Regions from separate parts of the Capra hircus genome. Here region 1 is linked to region 2. A link is a contact called in public Hi-C data. All regions are on one chromosome and are shown on one strand. The core of a region is the stretch at or near the end of the contact, and the rest is flanking DNA. Distances in the headings are between cores, read along the strand shown.

The links. A called contact is a pair of places that touch in the nucleus more often than the background predicts.
Region 1: a contact with region 2 is called in a Hi-C map of blood, with 3 times the contacts expected there. The contact joins two enhancer-like sites. A contact is called at or near these places in 2 of 5 Hi-C or Micro-C datasets (both in blood).

What each region holds. Positions count from the first base shown.
Region 1 is chr3:27,150,979-27,154,533 of ARS1.2, reverse strand. No RefSeq gene overlaps it. Among named protein-coding and RNA genes, the nearest start is that of FAM159A, 52 kb to the right of the region's middle. Within about 2 kb of position 2,268, at least 1 of the 5 cell types and tissues checked has an H3K27ac peak or open chromatin away from gene starts, as enhancers often do.
Region 2 is chr3:27,007,102-27,010,541 of ARS1.2, reverse strand. All of the region lies in intron 1 of ZCCHC11 (terminal uridylyltransferase 4), which reads left to right. Among named protein-coding and RNA genes, the nearest start is that of TRNAW-CCA, 37 kb to the right of the region's middle. Within about 2 kb of position 1,796, at least 1 of the 5 cell types and tissues checked has an H3K27ac peak or open chromatin away from gene starts, as enhancers often do.

The sequences.
Region 1 (3,555 bases), core at 1,019-3,518, 140 kb before region 2:
GTCACAAAAAGAAGTACGTATGATTCCACTTAGAAGAGCTATTTTGATCTTATAAATACCTTAACTCATAAACGGAAAGTTGAAGGGTGGTTGCCACCTGTTAGGAGGTGGGGGAAGAAGGGAGTTGTTAATGAGTAATACTGTTTAGATTTTGAAGATGAAACGTTCTGGATATAAACCTGAGCAAAAATGTGAATACAATTAACATTACGGAACTGTATATTTTAACATGGCTAAATTATGTTAATGCATATTTTACCACAGTTTGGGGCTTCCCTGGTGGCTCAGTGGGAAAGAATCTACCTGCAATGCAGGAGACACAGTTTCCATCCCTGGGTCAGGAAGATCCCCTGGAGGAGGGAATGGCAACCCACTCCAGTATTCTTGCCTGGAAAATCCCAAGGACAGAGGAGCCTGGCAGACTATGATCCATGGGGTTGCAAAAGAGTCAGACATGACTTAGAGACTAAACAACCACGATTTTTTAAAAACTGTAAACATTTAATTTTTTTTAATGTGAGATTTGAAGGCTTATGTTCTCATGAAATGCAGTTGGGAGCAGAGTAGAAGAAACAATTATCCCTCACTATCCTTTATCACCTACCAGCATACTTCATTCAGCTCAATTGCATTGTTTAACTATTTTTTAAGAATCACATCTTTTCAATTGAATAGTGTGTTTTGTAATCTTGAAAAATTGGGTTAACTTGAGTTTTGGTGTCAGATATGCTGGGCTATTTTTTATGGACCAGTTCCTGCATGGGACCCATGATGCCAGTCTTCTTTGGATCACATACTGAGATGGGGCCAGGAACAATGGATTAGAATTAACAGTATCCAAATGTTATGTTTCACAATGGTTATTAAATGCAAATAATAATATATTGTCCAGGAGGGTCCAAGGCCATTGCATACCCATGTTGCTATGGTAAGGGATAGGTTGATGAAAGCATTGTTAGGTTTCTCACTTTGGTGCAACCTTTGAGGCAAGGTTTGAAAAGGGGTTTTCATGCTCTGGTCTGAGCAAGCAAGATCATTACTCTGTCTTCTGGCCAGCAGGCTACTATTGCCAACATTTTCCCTCCATCCCAGGCTTGGGCTAGGTGGTCTAATGGGGAAGAAGTTTCATAACTGCCCGGTGATTTGTGTTTTCATTTAGTGTTCTCACTAAAATCTCACATTGCTGTGAGAAAGAAAGGGAAGTAGGAGTCCCAGAGAGGCAGAGGGGAGGGGAGGCTGGGGGGCGTCTCAAGATTGGGATTTTATCTTGTGGGTCATGCAGAGTCACCGATGAGTTTTGAGCGGGAGAATGAAAGCACATTTGGAAACCAGATCACTGTGGTGTGGAAAATGGATTAAAGAGCCTCGTGGGAGTAGGAGGAGAATGGAGTTAAACATGGGGTTAAAAAAAAAAAATTTCCAGCCTGGGCACACGGATGGACCCAAGAGCCATTCATATTGATTTGGAACTTATGAGATCGAAATGGTGACAAAAAACAGTTTTGAGCTGTTTGCTGGTTTGTTTGTTTTTATTTAAAAATGCTTTACATTTTAGTATGTCAAAGTTTTATGAAACTGCTTGAAAAATTTTGTGAAAGGCAGCTTGGCAGAGAGACAATTTCTAGACTTTAGCCCCTACGGATGTGAGAAACTCTAACTTAGTTAAAGAATTACTAAGTGTGCGTGTTAAAGAATGAGAAAATACAAATTAAAAAATAATTTATGTTTTTAGAAAACATCAAGGAATCGCTTTGGGGGAAAAAAGGTCAAAACTGCTTTGGCTTCCTGACATTTATTTTGCAATTTAGATCTCTTATTTTGAATTCTACATTAAGGTTGGGGGTAGCAGACTCTTTCCAGTTCTTAGGTCTAAAGGTCTTAACCTGGGTTTCAGTATGGGTTTTGCCTTTTATTGTCTGTGTGACCTTGGGCAAGTTACCCGACCTTCTGGGTCTCAATTTTGTCACCTCTCTCATGGGGATAAGAATACCTTCTACTGAAGTGGTTAGGAAGGTTAGCTCTTAAAGAATGATAACTTTTTCTTTGAAAAGATGTTTATGGGACCAGATTTTACAGTTAGATAGTTGTTTTCTCTCCACGCGGCAACATGAGCTTGTGAGGTAGTCTAGCTTCTAAAACAGGCTGCCTCTGCTGCCATTCTGTTCACATCCAGGGAACTGATGGGCCTCAGCTCTCTAGGGGTGTTCAGGGCATAAAACAGCTGCAGGAGGCAGGCCTGGTGTGGGGTTGGGGGTGGGCCTGCCTCCTTCCTCCTCCCTTCTCTCTGCCCCAGTGGAGACAGAGTCACCGAGAAGAGTTGCACCTGCTGGGGGCCCAGAGTGGAAACTATTCCCAGCTGGTGCCCCTCCCCAGGCTTGAGGAATGGTGATTGTGTTACAGTTTATAAATCAGGCCTCCCCACTGTCTAAAGGGGAAAGGCCAAAATTCCTTCCCCAACATATAAGTCTCCCTACCCCCACAGTCCCTCCTCGGTATTTAGCCCCATCTTGCTCCTAACAGGCTTCTACAAAAGGGAACTGCCTGGAGTTTCTGTACTCCCCACCCCTGCTCCACCCATCCCCCCTCAAAAAAGAAATAACAAAAAACACCCAGGCTGGTTTTTTGTTTCTTTTTTTTCAGCCGAGCTCTGTTTTGCTGGTTTTTCTGTAATGCCCTTCTACCTTTCAAGTAGAATACTCTTCATCTTTTAAGGTTCTGGTAGCATTTCCTTCATCCCCCAGGCCAGGATAGAGGCTTTCTCTGCCCACTAGTGGCCCAAGTATCCACTTATCAGTGCTGACCACACAGTGTTATTTGTGTATTTATCTTCTCCACATCCCATAAGACTCTGAGTTCCTCATGCACGAGGACTTGAGCCTGGGCACATACTAGGCCATCAGTGGCTGCTTATTGAGACTAACAGCACAGAGTAGCATCTTAGCCTCCCAACCACCGCAAGACAAATCAGCCCCAGGCTCCTCTGCACATGCAAGAACCTGTGTTAGCTGTAGGGCTGTACTGGATTTGAAACTAACTGCTCATCAAGAAAAGCTCCTGGGGCTCCTCTGGTTGCTCAGTGGTAAAGAAGGCGAAAAGCAAAGTCACTCAGTCGTGTCCAACTCTTAGCGACCCCATGGACTGCAGCCTACCAGACTTCTCCATCCATGGGATTTTCCAGGCAAGAGTACTGGAGTGGGTTGCAATTGCCTTCTCCGCCTGCTAAAACAGGAGATGCAGGTTCAATCCCTGGTCTGGGAAGATCCCACATGCTGAGCAGCAACTAAACCTGTGCGCCACAGCTACTGAGATTGTGCTCCAGAACCCAGAAGCCACAACTACTGAGCCCATGAACTGCAACTACTGAAGCCCTCCTGCTCTAGAGCCTGCAGTGCACAACAAAAGAAGCCACTGCGATGAGAAGCCAGTGCATGGCAACTAGAGGATAGCCCCACTCTCTGCAACTAGAGGATAGCCCCACTCGCTGCGGTTGCCCCACTCACTGCAACTAGAGGATAGCCCCACTCACTGCAACTAGAGAATAGCCCATACAGCAGT
Region 2 (3,440 bases), core at 547-3,046:
ACTGTATGGTTTTTGTCCTTTAATATGGCGCATTACATTGATTGGTTTTCATATTGAACCAAACTTGTATTCCTAGGTTAGAATACACTTTATCCTGGTATATAACCTTTCATTGCTGGATTTGGTTTGCTAGAATTTGTTGAGGATTTTGCATCTATTTTCATAAGAGACATTGGTGTATAGTTGTCTTGTAATTTCTGGATTTGGTACTAGGGTAATACTGGCCTTATATAGAATAAGTTAACAGTGTATTCTTGTATTTTTAAAATTTCTCAGTTTTAATATCTAATGATGTAAATAGCAATAGCTATATACACAAAAACAAAAGTTCTTTGGATTCTTGGTAATTTTTTGAAGCATAAATGCATCCTGAGGTCAAAAAGTTTGAGAACTGCTGGTTTAGGCTAAAGACATACCCTAGTACCCAGGCAATGAACCAAAAAATATGTCTCTTCTTTCTTCTCATAAACCAATCCCGTTTGTGTCATTTTACTCAAGTCATACACTCAAGGTGTCTCAAGAAATAAAGTGAAAACACTACCAGACTGTGTTAACTTTACAGATTTGAAAAGATAAATGAATGGGCATATTAGACATATATATGTTAGCTAATGCTGTATCTTCAAAACAAATCTTTTTTTAAACTGAAAAATTTGTAAGAGCTGCTGTACTTTTATAGCCACTTATGATATTGTTTTGAGTGTCTTGTATTCTGTCATACAGGTAAAAAATGGCTAGTTTGTGTTTGTAAATTGTATTTATGCTTTCTGTGATAGTGCCAGTTTTAAACCAATGATTCTCGCTATATGAGAGGTACAGTTCCTTAGGAAGGTATTTCATAATGCTTTGGAAGGTCTTTTAAACCACTCACAGCTAGCCTTTCCCATCTCCCATTCTTGTGTTTCTCTTTTTTCTATTGGACATGTATTCTATTTCTTGGATGCGTTAGGAAAAAAAAACTGGGAAGCATTATTCTAAATCCTCTAAGGAGGTGTGTAGCTTGTTTTCCTCACAGCTGCTTCCTTAAAGCCAGAAAACCAGACCCATGTATTTTCTAATTAGTGTCTGTCTATTCTTCTGTCTTCCTCTACAGCTTCTCTTCTTTTAAGATTGGTACCCTACTGGCTGTTTCTTACCTGACTTTGTCATTTCAATCTAGGAACGTCTGTGTCACTCCCCTGTATTCACTGATATATCATTGGTATAATTCTTCATATCATATCAGGCAGTTGGAAGCATAACATTGAAGGTTACTTAACATCTTAAGTTTATTTTTCCTTAATTTCTGTATTCCAGTGGTATTCAACTTTCTTTGACACGGCTACTCATATGGTTCAGAAATGGTTCTACTTCTGACCAAAATCTCCTTAATATCTGTATACATCTTTCTCACTTCTTTAGTTTTCTCATCTATCCCTAATCTTTTTGTATAACCTCTTTTGAGTTTTATCTCTCCCACTCACCAGTATCATCACTGTTGTGTTCAGTTCAGTTCAGTCGCTCAGTCATGTCTGACTTTTTGCAACCACATGGACTGCAGCATGCCAGGCTTTCCTGTCCATCACCAACTCCTGGAGCTTAATTCAAACTCATGTCCATCGAGTCGGTGATGCCATCCAGTACCCTATTGAGATATTCATTATGTTAATCCCCTACCCAGAATGAATTTAAATATCTGCAAATTGTATAAACTAGTAGACAGGTGTTTTATATATGTAGTTAGGCCTTTAACCCAGCCTGGCAATATTTCAGTCAGGTTTCTTTCCTGTTTCTCACTTTTGGTATAGTTTTTCTCTGATCTTAAGTCCTCTACTGCCCTCTGCCTTTCCCTGTTAGTGCTGGCCTTCTGTTTCATAGAACAGTGTTATAAAACTTACTTTCTCCACAGTTCTTTCAGATGCTAATAGGTTGTCCTGGCAAAAAATGTGTTTTGGTCAAATAAATCTGGAAAATGTTGCAAATTAGATCTTTCTCTTATATATTTACAGTGCTTCCTACTGTACCCAAGCATCTTCTGGGAAGAAGTCCATTTACCTTCAACACAGCTTTTCCCTCTCCACAATCCCACCAAAATTGCTTGTAGTAAGATCCTAAATAATCTCCTAATACTTTTTAATAATAATTGGTAATTACTTTTACTTACTTTAGTAGCATCTCTTTTCCCTCTTATCTCTGTCTTCCTGTTCTGCAGAAGTTAATCTGAAGCAGAAATTGTGCCACTCTTCTGCGCATAATCTATGGCTTCTCTTTGCTAAAATCTAAACTTGACTCGGTATGTAAATGTGTGTACTAATTTGCATTCCCGGTTCATCTCCTGTATTCATCATTATGCATGCTATTTTGCATCCTAAAACTTGTTAAAATTATATAAATGTATTTTATCTAGTATATACAGATCTTATTCCTTCTTACTCCCTTTCTCAAGTGAAAAATTCTTTCACAGCTCAATTCCCTTTATGATGAACACTTTTTCTTAGGTTCTTTCCTCAGGGTTTTCTTAACATATGTCATGTAATATTGTCATTATTTGTTTATATGACTGTCTCCTCTTTTATATATGCGACTATTCTGTTATTTATCATTGTATTCCCAGCTTTTAACTGAACACCTTCTGTATTAATGTTGATGATCTTTGTTAAAACACATGCCGTGTTCATATTTGTTTATCTGAACAGGTGCAGGCCCAGCTACATAATTTACAGGACATATTGAGAAATAAAAATGCAAAGTCCCTAGTTCAGAAGGCAGGAAAAAGTGCTATTAAAGTTACTAAAACAAAAAGTATTTTTCTTTCTTCTTTGATCTTTCTCTTAGCTTGTCATGTTTGTTTACTTTTTAATGTCATTCTAAATAAAGAACAATTGAAATTGTTTAATATTAAGCATGAATTTTACTGTTCATCTTTATATGGTACAATGCCAGTTTTAAATGCCAATATATGATTATTTAACTCTTATGTGAAATTGATGCTCTTTCATAGCTTCAGTTCAATTCAGTCACTCAGTTGTGTCCGACTCTTTGCGACCCCGTGAATTGCACCACGCCAGGCCTCCCTGTCCATCACCAACTCCTGGAGTTCACTCAGATTCACGTCCATCGAGTCAGTGATGCCATCCGGCCATCTCATCCTTTGTCGTCCCCTTCATAGCTTATACAGGTATATTTCATTCTTACCAGAACAGGGAAAACACTGTGTAAAAACTTACTCAGCTGTTTTTATTTAGGTCTTGCACATTTTACCAACAGTCTCTACCTTTGATTTGGCAGAACTGAAAGGTAAAGGACCTGTGGCTGCATCTTCTGTCTTTCCCTTTCCTTCTGTTGTCACTTTTATCGTAAGTGGTTAGTTAATACAGGGAAGTAACATGAGTAAGAAAAGATGTGGTAGACTTTTTGGTAATTCATGTTTCTTAGAATCGATTGCCTTTCCTCTGGGAAGA